4 separate regions of the Mus musculus genome follow, and regions 1, 2 and 4 are each linked to region 3. The links are chromatin contacts, called in public HiChIP or PLAC-seq maps. All regions are on one chromosome and are shown on one strand. Each heading gives the region's core, a stretch centred on a gene start, on an enhancer-like site or on the middle of the called end of the contact. The rest is flanking DNA. Distances are from core to core; before and after follow the strand shown.

Evidence for each region. HiChIP or PLAC-seq counts read pairs in DNA pulled down with a chosen protein or histone mark.
Region 1: an H3K27ac HiChIP or PLAC-seq map of the HPC-7 cell line shows a contact between it and region 3, with 7 times the contacts expected there. The contact joins the enhancer-like site here to the promoter of Ptgs2os2 in region 3. A contact is called at or near these places in 2 of 484 Hi-C or Micro-C datasets (both in bone marrow-derived macrophages), 2 of 115 datasets of contacts at active chromatin or transcription factors (the HPC-7 cell line and bone marrow-derived macrophages) and 1 of 9 other capture datasets (adipose tissue).
Region 2: a contact with region 3 is called in an H3K27ac HiChIP or PLAC-seq map of the HPC-7 cell line, with 14 times the contacts expected there. The contact joins the promoter of Pla2g4a here to the promoter of Ptgs2os2 in region 3. A contact is called at or near these places in 19 of 39 promoter capture datasets (the 3T3-L1 cell line, 3T3-L1-derived adipocytes, the C10 cell line and 13 more), 10 of 484 Hi-C or Micro-C datasets (the C10 cell line, ECoMG myeloid progenitors, the HPC-5 cell line and 7 more), 2 of 115 datasets of contacts at active chromatin or transcription factors (the HPC-7 cell line and bone marrow-derived macrophages) and 4 of 9 other capture datasets (adipose tissue, bone marrow-derived macrophages, liver and 1 more).
Region 4: an H3K27ac HiChIP or PLAC-seq map of the HPC-7 cell line shows a contact between it and region 3, with 13 times the contacts expected there. The contact joins the enhancer-like site here to the promoter of Ptgs2os2 in region 3. A contact is called at or near these places in 17 of 39 promoter capture datasets (the 3T3-L1 cell line, 3T3-L1-derived adipocytes, the C10 cell line and 12 more), 9 of 484 Hi-C or Micro-C datasets (the C10 cell line, LSK cells, bone marrow-derived macrophages and 5 more), 4 of 115 datasets of contacts at active chromatin or transcription factors (the HPC-7 cell line, bone marrow-derived dendritic cells and bone marrow-derived macrophages) and 1 of 9 other capture datasets (macrophages).

Annotation. Positions count from the first base shown.
Region 1 is chr1:149,910,157-149,913,397 of GRCm38.p6, forward strand. The region is part of intron 3 of Pla2g4a (phospholipase A2, group IVA (cytosolic, calcium-dependent)); the gene reads right to left. Among named protein-coding and RNA genes, the nearest start is that of Pla2g4a, 50 kb to the right of the region's middle. Within about 2 kb of position 1,350, at least 46 of the 459 cell types and tissues checked have an H3K27ac peak or open chromatin away from gene starts, as enhancers often do. A contact at or near this core is called in the HPC-7 cell line, adipose tissue and bone marrow-derived macrophages, where this site is marked.
Region 2 is chr1:149,959,807-149,962,901 of GRCm38.p6, forward strand. Pla2g4a (phospholipase A2, group IVA (cytosolic, calcium-dependent)) reads right to left here and starts at 1,484. Exons shown (of 18, transcript NM_008869.4): 1 at 1,385-1,484.
Region 3 is chr1:150,163,603-150,166,474 of GRCm38.p6, forward strand. Ptgs2os2 (prostaglandin-endoperoxide synthase 2, opposite strand 2) reads right to left here and starts at 1,346. Exons shown (of 2, transcript NR_110420.1): 1 at 1,212-1,346.
Region 4 is chr1:149,939,190-149,942,189 of GRCm38.p6, forward strand. The region is part of intron 1 of Pla2g4a (phospholipase A2, group IVA (cytosolic, calcium-dependent)); the gene reads right to left. Among named protein-coding and RNA genes, the nearest start is that of Pla2g4a, 21 kb to the right of the region's middle. Within about 2 kb of position 1,277, at least 61 of the 459 cell types and tissues checked have an H3K27ac peak or open chromatin away from gene starts, as enhancers often do. A contact at or near this core is called in the HPC-7 cell line, LSK cells, bone marrow-derived dendritic cells and 4 more, where this site is marked.

The DNA of each region.
Region 1 (3,241 bases), core at 100-2,599, 250 kb before region 3:
ACTGTAAATCCTAACAGGGATCCATTACTTCTTATCCAGTACTGAATGGTGGAATGGCAAAGCCAACAGCAAATTATGAAATACAAAACATCACAAGAATATAATGAATATCATAAAAGGTTATCTAATAATGAGGGGCACTGAGGAACAGGTGGGCCCCACTATATATATCCATTTCACTCCTCAGTAATATGCCATAACTCTCGTAATATAGCACCCATTGTTTTTGATTTGTATCTCAAAACAAATTAGTGCCAGCCACTTCTTCCAAGTGCATTTGTATTTCATCTGTATTTCAAAGAAATACTGAAAAACAAATTCTGAGTCTCCCTGAATAGTTCCTTACCAGAACAGGAATGCATCAGGGTAGGTGTTTATAGGTATCAGCTCATGCTCCCTCCAGAAAAGGCTAAGAGCTGTAATCCTTAGGGCTAAAAATACTGAAAGGTAACACCAGTGAATGGTGGAAAATACTGAAGTGGAAAAAAATACATGCTATCTGCAGATCTCCAACAAAATTCGACTTTTGTTGCTTTTGTATGACCATTTTATTTAAGTCTCTGTGGTACCATTTAGAAGGGAACAAAAATGCTTTTGTTGTAACTCTTAGGTCTTGGGAGACAGCTTAGTTGGTTAAGTCCTTGCTGCACACACTTAAGGACCTTAGTTTACCCAATATGCACAAAGCCCTGAGCTCAATCCCCACTTAAATCTCAGTACTCCCCAAACCAGACATGCCTGCAATCTCAACACTCGGGGAAGGCAGGAGGATCCGAAATTCAAGGTCATCCTAGCCTATGTAGTGAGTTCAAGGCCAATCTGGGCTACATGAGACCATGTCTCCAAAACAACAACAATATTCCACCACGTTTCACAGAGTCACAGAAAGACATGAAGTATAAGTCTTGAGAACTTCGCTCAGCCCCTCTGGTTATTTAACAAATAGTTATGCTGTGAAGGAACCCGAGAAGAAGATGTAACTGTCACTTCAGGTAACAGTCAATGGTGAATAGACATGAAATGGCTGAGCAGCTTCCCCCAGGTCACACAGTTGACAAACAGTGGCCACGTGAGCCTAGCAATACACAGAGTGCTGGCTCTGGCCTCTGCACAGCTTCCTCTTTGGTGGGAAAGCCACATTCAGTGTAGTTCCTTGCCACAAATAGGATGCTTCTCTTAATTTTTCGAGGGACTTGGCAAGCCCTGACTACACAGGGACACTCAGCATTTATCAGTAAGGACCTTAGTGAAAGAAAATTGCTACAAGAACCCTTGTTTATGTTTCCTTAATATTTCTTTTCCAAAGTCAAAATTCCCATGTTGCTATTACAGTTTATGTTTGAATTTTATCTGAAAATGTATCCAAGTGTGTCACTGAAGCCAGACATGACAGTGCATGCCTGTGATCCCAACACTTGAGAGGCAGAGACGGAATGATAAGATATACGATGTTTAAGTTCATCCCCAGAGCATAGAGTTCAAGATCAACCTTGGCCAAAAGAAAAAAAAATCAACAACAACAACAGCAAAACTTGAAGTATTTTGATATATCCAAGGAGCTGTAAAAACAAAAAATAACTTCTAAGGATGGAGATGTGATACTAGGTGATATTCCAACTATATCTTTGTAATATTTAATTAGCCATTCCAGTTCTACACAACTCTAAAAACATAACAGTTTTTTATTTTCAGGAAAAAACTTTAAAACATTAAAAATAATATGCTAGACATGTTTATACAAATGTTTAAAACTTTAGAGTCATGGGGCTATTTTATTCAACACAGATATTTTAAGAAAGTATTTTGGGAACTTAAGAAAGGTTAATCTCATTTTTTAAAAAATTTAATTCCTTTACATTTTAATCACAGCCTTTTAAAACTTTTTCAGCAAAAAATAGAATGCTTTTAGTCCATGCAAAGAAGACTGAGAACATAACTCAACTGTAAGAGAGATTTGGAAAATAAGCTTTTGTTCTCACTTGACTGAACATGGGCCTTTCAAAGTATAGATAAAAGTAAAAGCAGGAACACAAGGATGCTCCCGTATGAGACAGGAGTGATGAGGGCCAAAATGAGTAATGATGGCTGAGCCTTCAAAGCAGCACATGGGCTGGGTGCAGGGATCCCTACTGGGACAGAAAATGAACTTTCTCTTCGATGCCACCTATATACACCTATACTGCTGTAACCCTCTTCTTCGTACTCTATTGAATAAAGGGTGAAATTCTCTAAACTGGGTGAAATCCCACCTAGCCAAGGTTATTGAAATAGACAATGGTATTGTTAACTGAACCCCTAAGACTTAAATTAATACACACACACACACACACACACACACACACACACACACACACAAAACTCTTCAAATTTAAGTGCAGAGGAAAATGCCTAAATGGACTCCTAAAGTTACTTGAAAATTCACATAGAATGTGTCATTCTAAGCAGAAGAGGAAAACATTCCACTTTAGCACTTTAGCACCTGGTACTTCTCCATGCCTAACACGTTCTCTTCGTTGTCACATAGAGCGAAGACATGTGAGATAAACATGTTAGGAGACACTTGACTCATCTTGAAATTATCTCCTCTGAAATGACCGCTGGGGAATAATTTCATTAGATTTAGAGCCCTTTAAACTTTTGGGTGGACTCAAAAACATTCCAAACATATTAGTAAACTCTTAAAAAACTCATATTCAGTCATAACCTAAAGGCTGACCCCAGAGAAAGAAATTACCAAATACACACATCAGGGCAGCAGATAGGAAAGAGCAAGGTTAGTCAGTTCCAAAGAATAAGATTTGAAATTCTGTAATTAAAGTACATAATTACTAATAAAAATCTCTATACTGTGTGCTTCAGAAAACGTCTAATAAAATGTGGACAGAAATAACACAGACATTTATAATCTGGACAGGAGGAGTAACATAAAGCTATTTTTCCAATCCTCTCCTCACTGAGGCAGCAAAAAGAGGCTCATGAATTTGATTTATTTCCCCAGTACTCCTTAAGCTCTTAGTTGAGATGTTTGAGAGTATTTACATTTTTTATGTGGATACAGGAAATGGTTCCACAACAACAGGCAGTGTATCGAGCACACAGATAAGTAACTCAATGCTAACTGAAATGTTCACATTTCCAAGACAAGGTAAACAAAGTCAGAGGGAGGGCGTGTAGGTTGTCTAGAAACAGGGCGCTTGTGTAGGGGAATCACTAGGACTTTGTGGTCTTTTGAAGAGGCTTT
Region 2 (3,095 bases), core at 234-2,733, 200 kb before region 3:
TATTTAAAAATAAATATAAAATGCTATTTTAAAAACGTATACAGTTAAAATGAAAGTGTCTCTTCCCATAAAATATGTTTTCCTTAGAGGAAGTTTTGTAAAACTTTGAGAGAAGGCCATTAAACTTCTCTATGCATTTCACAATTATTGCTTAATTTAAAATTTAACTCTTCGTGAGCTCAATGAAAACAGAGACCAGCTTCATTGGCCAGGTCTCACTATATCTGTGATATAATTTCAGACTGGATAGGTCTATTTCATTAAATTCTCTGTGAATCTCTTTGACTGCAATTTCAAATGTATTCAACAAACAGAAGCAACACAAAATACACTCCTTTTTCCCAAATTAGAATCCCAAATATAATACTAAAATCCACCCCTTCTTTTTATGTTGTTGTTTCGTTTGTTTGTTTGTTTGTTTGTTTTTTGTTTTTTGTTTTTCGAGACAGGGTTTTTCTGTATAGCCCTGGCTATCCTGGAACTCACTCTGTAGACCAGGCTGGCCTTGAACTCAGAAATCTGCCTGCCTCTGCCTCCCTGGGATTAAAGGCGTGCGCCACCATGCCGGGCGAATCCACCCCTTCTAAGTGGCACATCTCTAATGCTGCTCTCCACCAGCCTTCAGTGAAAGCAGTTTAAACCAACAGCTAACATCAGGAGCATTTTTCATAACCAAGTGTCTGAAGTGATGAATCTATTTAAATCATTACAAATTGTAAAAGAAGTAAAGATGTTAAGTCATTTATTTCAAAACCAAGTCCCTTTCACTCTTCCATCTTTTAGATTTTAGAACCTCAGTTCTAAAATGATATTCACAAGTGTGCAACTTGATAGAATATTTTCCAAAAAACTGTTTTGACCTGTTGTCCTGTCACAAGTTACCCAAAGCCTGAGAGCAGCGGTGCTTGTTAGTTCAAGGTTAGTTTTTCAGTGTTATAAGTCACATCACACAGCAGCCCATTAAATACCCAGGAATGTTCTGCGAACATAACTCTTTTTATCAATTAAAATTTAAATGAGTCACCAAACTGCCCCTAAACATCTTTACAAGCAGCACTCAAACTCAGGAGTCAGGAATCACTGGGTAGCATCACGTGGGACACAAAGGCGCGCCAACTCACTTCTCTATAAAGACTCAATTTCCCAGCACCCGCTGAAGGAAACAACCTATACCTTTATTCCAATCTGCTCTTAGACCCAGGAAACCAAACCCTCCTCACTTAGAAGGAAACTGAAGCCTGCGTTGTGAACCTTTCCCAGAGGCAGAGGAGTGAAAGAAGTGAAGTTTTAGCACGCGTGGCTGCCTTCCTCCTGGGAAGCTGCCCACGGATAGCGATGGAAAGTGCAAGAGGAAGCAGGCAGGGAGAGTAAATGCATTGCTTACAGTTCCCAGAGTTAAATGAGAATCCTCAGGCTTCTCTGTGCCTTCTGGCTCTCAGTCGGGAGCCCTTCACAGTTCCGACTTCTAGAAAGTCTTCTCCGGCTGGTAGGAGGGGCTAAGAAGTGGGCTGGTCTCTGTGGATGTTAAGGTGGAATTCAAGCGAGCTCCTCTGGTGAAGACTAACATTCTAAATGGACATGTTTAGTTTTCAGAAACAGGCCTTTCGAGTCAGAAAATATACTTTAAAAATATGTGATCTAACTGGTCCTAGGGGTGTGCATGAAAATATGCTTTAAAAACATGTGACCTAACTGGTCCTGGGGGTATGCATGTGCGTGCCTATGTGTGTGTGTGCATGTGTGTGTGTGTGTGTGTGTGTGCATGTGCGTGTGTGTGTGTGTGTGTGTGTGTGTGTGTGTGAGAGAGAGAGAGAGAGAGAGAGAGAGAGAGAGAGAGAGAGAGAGAGACTGCTGCTGCTGCTGCTTGCCCTTAAGCAGTCACTACTTCCTCTTTTTTCCAAAAGACTAAAAGTGAAGTTGAAAAGATAATGCATTATGTTGAGAATTTTTAGAGTCTTTAAAAGGTGAAGTTTTAAACAAACCGCAAATACAAAACGCATATACATTTTACAGTTGAACAGTGTTGGACAACCTTGAAAAGCAAACCTGTTCAAGCCTTTCTCCCCAAACTCAAAGCCTCTGAGTTGTTTAAGCCCTTTCAGAGAATAGAACCCATAAGTTCCGACGTAGAAGTAACAACAAATCAGGAAGAATCTGCAATCTAATTTGAAGCATATAATAACTTCTATGTGAAGAAAGTGTTGTATCTATTACAAGCGTGGTAGCTCACAACTGTCATGTGGGAAGTAGAAAAAAAAACATGTATGAGTTCAAAGTCAGCTTATGCTACATAGTGAAGCCATATCTCAAGGCAAACAGACGTCCTGACAATTCATGAAATCCTGTTACTCTAAGTACCCTGGTTAGAATGCCTTCAGGGCTTCCTCCATATCAAAGGCAGTTAGCAGAGCCCCTTCCTCTCTACAACGCCACCATTTATCTCCTAATTAATATCCTCAATATTTCTTAAAAGCACATCTTTTCTTCTTCTGTTTGCTTTCTATTGCTGGGATAAATTTTTCTGACCAGAAGCAATTTGTGAAGGGAAAGTTTTATTTGGGCATACAGGTCCTGACAGTCCATCAGGAAGCGAAGTCAGAGTAGAAATTCAAAGCAGAAAACAGGAGGCAAGACCTGAAGCATAAACCAAGGAGGGATGCATTTTTGTTCTCGTTTCATAATTTACTCCTTTTTGGTGTCGGAGGCAGGCTCTCATGCAACCAAGGCTGGACTCAAACTGAACTGGCTAGCAACAGATGACTTTGAACGCCTGACTTTCCTGCCACCACCTCCGTGGAATCAAAAGCACATGCCACCCAGGCCTAGCAATTACACTTTTAAAGGCTCCTTTTCCATTCATGAGTAAAGTAAAAGGCAAATCTGACACCTCCATTCTATCACAAAGTACAAGTTTATGTGGTATGAATAGACAGATTCACGAAGTTAAGATAAATATGGTAATCCACTGCAGAAAATATGGCTACACGTAAGTTGTGTTCACCAACACTTGGGTTAGGAATTAGGTTACCCTAATTCCTTCTATCCACTTGCAGCAACAATTTCACGAGTTGTTTTTTGCTCTCCAAGATCCCTCT
Region 3 (2,872 bases), core at 96-2,595:
CCATCCACCTCTGCCTCCCTAGTGCTAAGACTCCAGCCATGCACCACCAACCACCCTCTGGCGACTGTTTACATTTTCTAAACATTAGATAGCACCACAATTCACCTACCTTCATATAACCTGTAAGTAGCAGCAGAGGTGGTACTCAAAGGATGCAGACCTGCCAGGCTGCCTTCTCCCTCTGGGACACCAGGAAAAAAAAGCTGCAAAAGCAAGCTGCAGCTTAGCTGTGAAGTGCAGAAGAGCCTGCACCACAGCCCTCAATACTGATTCTGCTGCCAGCAATGCATTGCTCACCTGAATTAACGTTGCTTAAATTTACTTTTATGGATTTAAATAAAAATAATGCTTATAAAAGCTATGAGGGCCAGGTCGTGATGACATATACCTTAATTCTAGCACTTGGTAAGCAAAGGTAGGTGAATCCCTTTGAATTCCAAGCTATACATAAGTGAGAGACCCTGTTTTGCTTTCTTCTGCCTCCCCCCCCCCAACTTATCAGGCACTTAGGATATGTCCAGTATGCACAAATGCCTAGATTTAAGCCCAAGTTCCCCATAAAAACTCAGCTATGGTGGTGTCTGATAATCCTAGCTCTGGAAATGAATATGAGGAAAAATCAGAATTCCAAGGCTATCCTTGACTACATTACATATAGAGTTCAAGGCCAGTCAGGGACACAGAAAACCATGTTTTAGAAAAACAAACAAACAAACAAAATGGTTTAGACAGGCCTAATCTCCAAACTCTGAAGGCTAAGACAAGAGGACATTCATGAGTTCCAGGTTAACTTATATATAATGAATTCCCAGGTAGCCTGGGCTATAGAGTAAAGCCCTGTCTCAAAACAGAAAAAAAAAAAATTATCAATCAATAAATAAAATGTATAAACTAAAAAGAAATAAAGAACTGTTGGTAATGGGTTCATCATTTATATTGAGAATACAGTTTTATAACAAAAATAATTACAAACCCACATTGCTCTAAACAGTGTAAAGCTTTATTCACTCTGGGGCAAGCTAAACTGTTTCTAACAGAAAGAGTGGTGGAGCTAGTGTCTCTTAGTCATAACATATTAATTCTTAATTACAACAGGAACAAATCCATTACCAATAAATCCAGGGACTATCAATTAAGCCCATGAGGAAATGGTTTGTAAAAGACTTCCCACCCTCCTAAATAAGATACATCTGACAGATAATAATACTCACTCTAATGTGCGTGCAGCTTTTCACATCAACTCATTAAAAGCCGGCTTTTTCACAACGCCAAGCTTCCTTTTTGTCTCTGGGCATGGTTTCTCAGAATGTCCCGCGCATGATCTTGGAGGCAAACGCAGAGGGAATGGAGGCCATCTGATTGGAAGTCTGCGACTATCGTTGTGTAATCCTGTGTGTAATTCATCATTTGAAAACGAAAACGCACTTGGAGTTTTCTGCGGCAAGGACTCTCTGTATTGTGCAAGTCTGAGCTGCTTTCAACCACGTAACCACTTCCCTCTTAGAGGGACCCCTGCGTTTGCTTTGCTCCACTACGTACACTGGGAGAGGCATCGCTGTGTAATGCCTGTGTCACCTGCCAAGCTGCCAGGCTTGCTTTGGGAACTAACCCAGGTCAGCATGAGTTCTGTCCTCTGCTTGAAAGAGGTTCAATCCCAGACAGCAAATGTATATGAACCCTTGAAACTACAGCTCTGGATTTAATTTAATTTTCATTTCGTTATGGTATTTTTTTCCTTACTTTTATGAAGTCTATTTTCCCTAGAATGGCTGATTCGAAACATCTGCTAATCATCTGCCTGCCCTGGCTATGCGGTACCTTCAGAGGGGGAAGGGTAATGCTGGCCACACCCGCCTTAGGTCCAGACAGCTTATTCTGTCTGGCCTGCTGCTGGGAAGCCTCTATTTTTCCTTGTTGTTCCTAATAAGTCCCCACAAAACCTTCCCAAACTTTTCCTAACTGCTTCCTCTCCTCTTCACCACACCCCGACAACACGAATGCACCGCATCTTCCTGTCTGCTCTCCTTAGAGCACCTCCAGACCTGAGTTCAAGTGAAAGCCTGCTTTGACCCCACCATGGATGTGCTCCACGGTATGGCTTGGGGGCCCCTTTTATCTTACACTGTTTATCGCTGGTTGGTGTTTGACAAAGTCTTATTCTGTGGCCCAGAAGAGCCTGGAACTCACTATGCTGCCCAAAGTGATCTCAAACTGACAGCAATCCCCCTACCTCACCGTTTCAATGCTGAGCACGTAAGTAGCTTCTTCCTCTTTTTAAAATCATTTTTCTTTGATGCAAGGAACTACAGGAAGTTGTCCTTGCCTCTTGAAAAGGTTAACCCTGGGGTTCTGATTCTGATTCTCCCACCGTCTACATGATCTCAATCAAGCCACTTGGTTTTTCTGGTATTAAGGTTTTTTTTGTTTTTGTTTTTTTTGTTTTTGTTTTTTCAAAAAAAACATAACAGCAATCATAAGATCTAGCACCTAGGGCTCAGGTTGTCCAGCTGTTCTTCTCAGGGTATTCTTGTTTTGACAGTCTAGAAGACTGATAAACTACCAGTGCATATGTGCCACTGATTACTATGTATCCAGTAAAGCCAGCATGGAAGTAGCCCGGGGTGGTAATGGCACATACCTGATATCCAAACACTGGAGAGACTGAGCTAGGAGGATTACAAATCCAAGGCCAGCCCAGTCAACACAGTGAGATCATTCTCAAAAAACACCAACAGCAGCAAAAATAAAGCCAGGAAAGTATATTTGTGCTCTAAGTATTGAATGAAAAAAAATCAAATTTCAGGGCAATATACACCATGCCTTTTGTATTTCTATGAATCTCTGTCTACATGTACTACATATGAATTCACAG
Region 4 (3,000 bases), core at 27-2,526, 220 kb before region 3:
AGACAGTCTTCACTTGATCACTAAATGATTCTTTCATACTTATTTATTTCACACTAAAACAAGAAAACTTTTTCTGCCATACCATAATATGAATGCATACACATACATATATATGTGGAAGAGAGCTTAATGTGATGCTTTTACTAGGAACATGGTACAGTATTGTATTGTCCCGTTTGATTAAATGCTAAGAGAAGTCCACCAAAATTGTTTTATGGCTCAACTCCTCACCGTTTGACAAACACTGATGTAGGAGACTTCTAGATTAGATTTTCATCTCTATCCCCGTTCCCGTTCCATTTCCTTCCTCTTTTCTATTCACAACCATACAGATCATCTTCCCTTTCGCCAAGTGTAGGATGTTCTCTCAGGTGCAAAACTATAGCCTGCATCTTTTGTCCATCCACTTATTTAACAAATATTCAAGTAGAACATTTAGCTATGTCTATCAATCATATTCCAAGGTCCCAGAGGTAAAGCGACAATTGAGATAGCTGCTCATCATTGTAAGAACTTATATTTTACAGAACAATCACACAGTAAATAATGTAACAGGAAAAGGCGAGCGTCTCCTAAAGCTAGGCTGTGAAAAGGGTAAATGAGTGGTCTTAGAAGATAATGTTCCCAGCAGGCATGTGGAGGAAGTGACAGAGAACCTGTGGCTACTAAATAAAAACCAACAGCAAAAATGGTTGGTGGGGAGATTACAAAGGAAGCTGGGTTAGATCCTGAAGGCCTCGGTAGGCATCACTTGTATACCAGCTAAAACAGACCTAAGCTTCAGAACTCAGCTTCAAGGTCACTACCCCTGAGAGATTTTTCTGTGACCTTCAAAGCATGTCTGATCCTGTTTTTATTTTATATTTCTTCAAGCCTTTAATTCCCATTCCAACATGTCTGCCTTCCTTTATGGAACTAAAGCCAGACGCATAAAGTCAGTGTCCATGTTCACCTTGCTGTTCTGTGTGCATAGCATGGTGCCTACAGCAAAGCAGGTTCAAGATAAAGATGTGTTCAATGGATGATGGATGATGGACAGAACTAGGAATAATGGCAAGTGTGTGCATATAGGAAGTTCTCACAATAACACTCTTTCAATGGTCCTCCTGTTCATTCCTAACTATATTTAACAGCAAAAGATGCTATAAATGAGACTGTACTTTAAAAAATAAAAAGAGGAAGAAGGAAAATTCCACAAGAACTGAGATGACTCTTCATTTAGAGGAAATCTGTTGCTGGAGACCAAAGCCTGGTGTCAGCAACTTTATTTCCTCTTTTCCCATCCAGTAACTCCATTCATAACTACCATGTTCACCATCCGACTATTAGCCAAAACCACATCCTCCAGCCAGACCTGGGCAGACACTTCCCTGGCAGGAAATGTGTTTGAGATAGTTAACAGGTTAAGTATCCAACTAATATTCTTTCTTAAATGTTTATATTATTATGTGGTAATTTCATATATGCATACAATGTATTTAGATCCAACCAATATTATTAAATCCACCCCCATCTTCTCTTGTCTCCACCTCTCTAAAGCTACAGAGTTAAGAACTACGAGATAACTAGATATTAGACAAACATGACTCATGGCATTAATCCTTTAGTCCTAGAACAACTTCCTTTTTCTTGTCTCCTTTAATTCCACCCAGGTCTAAACTTTTTCCAGCTCTCATGAGATTCAGGCTGCCTTAGAAGATTTCCGTTAACTTTTGCAATGAGCCAAGGTAATGAACTCATGGATTTAGATACCAGGTCCATTTAGAATGGAAAGAAGAAACTATTGAAGGAAGAGAAAGTGGATCACTGACTTTCTTCCTCCCTACCCTAGATCTAATATTTCTGCTCCATTTTTTAAACTTCTTTTTCTATGGCAAAATGCACTTACAAAGAGCAATTTAGAGGAGGAAAATGGTTATTTGGCTTATAATCTTAGGCTCCAGCCCATTATTAAGGGGAAGTCAAGGTAAGAAATCAAATCATCACACCACACTTATAGTCAAATCCCTAGAACCAAATCAACTAATGATACCCATCTGTGTCCTAGTAGTCGGGAGATAGAAACATCAGGAATCCAAGGTCATCTTCAGCTACATGAGTTTGAAGTCAGTTTGTCATACATGAGACCCTATCTCAAAATCAAAACAAAAACCAACCCACCAAACAACAACAAAACCATGCACAATATATAAAGTATACCAATAATCCATATTTAGTATTTTTATTTTATAAAAATAGGTTAGCATCTTAGCTAAAAGTTCCACTTAAAGGTTGAATATCAAGCTAGACAAGCTTCCAGAACAGCAGAGAAAAGAAGTTGAAAAGTTCTGGCTGTGGAAACACTGACAAAGCAGAAATATCATAAGTAATCAATTACTAACTCTTCAAAAGAACGTAAAGCATATGAACATATCTTCCAACATGCCAAGAACCAGAGAGAATGAAGACCTTTGGCATTTTAGGAAGGAGCTGTTCCTACCCTCCCCAGTTTCTTAGCATGAAGTTCTAACTAGTAAGGCAGTACAGCCTTGTGAATACACAGCTCTGCTGCCTTGCTGATTGGTACTGGACAGAACATGGAAAATTCTACACCCCAGATGTTGTTAGAGAAACCAAAGATCACAGAAGCAACCACCAGATACATCTTATACTATAATGTGATCCACACTGTCTGGGACAACAACAAAACCAGACAATAGACCAGCCAGAAAATTAAATATGGCAAAAAGAACAATGTGTAAGGCTCCAGATACAATCTTCAACAAAACAGATGGGGAAAGGTTAATGGAGAAAGGCCTAGGTGATGTCCAGTGTATTCCTGATATGCTGAAAGAAGGTAGGCACAGTTATGCCATGTGAGGATCATAAAGGCAGAGAGGAAAACGTAGTCAGGGACTTATAAACTGTCCGAAGTTAGAAGGCATTCTTGAAGCCACTTGCAAGACAGATGTCATAGCAGAGATGTACTACTTATTTAAGATCCTTAAGTAAATCTTTGCC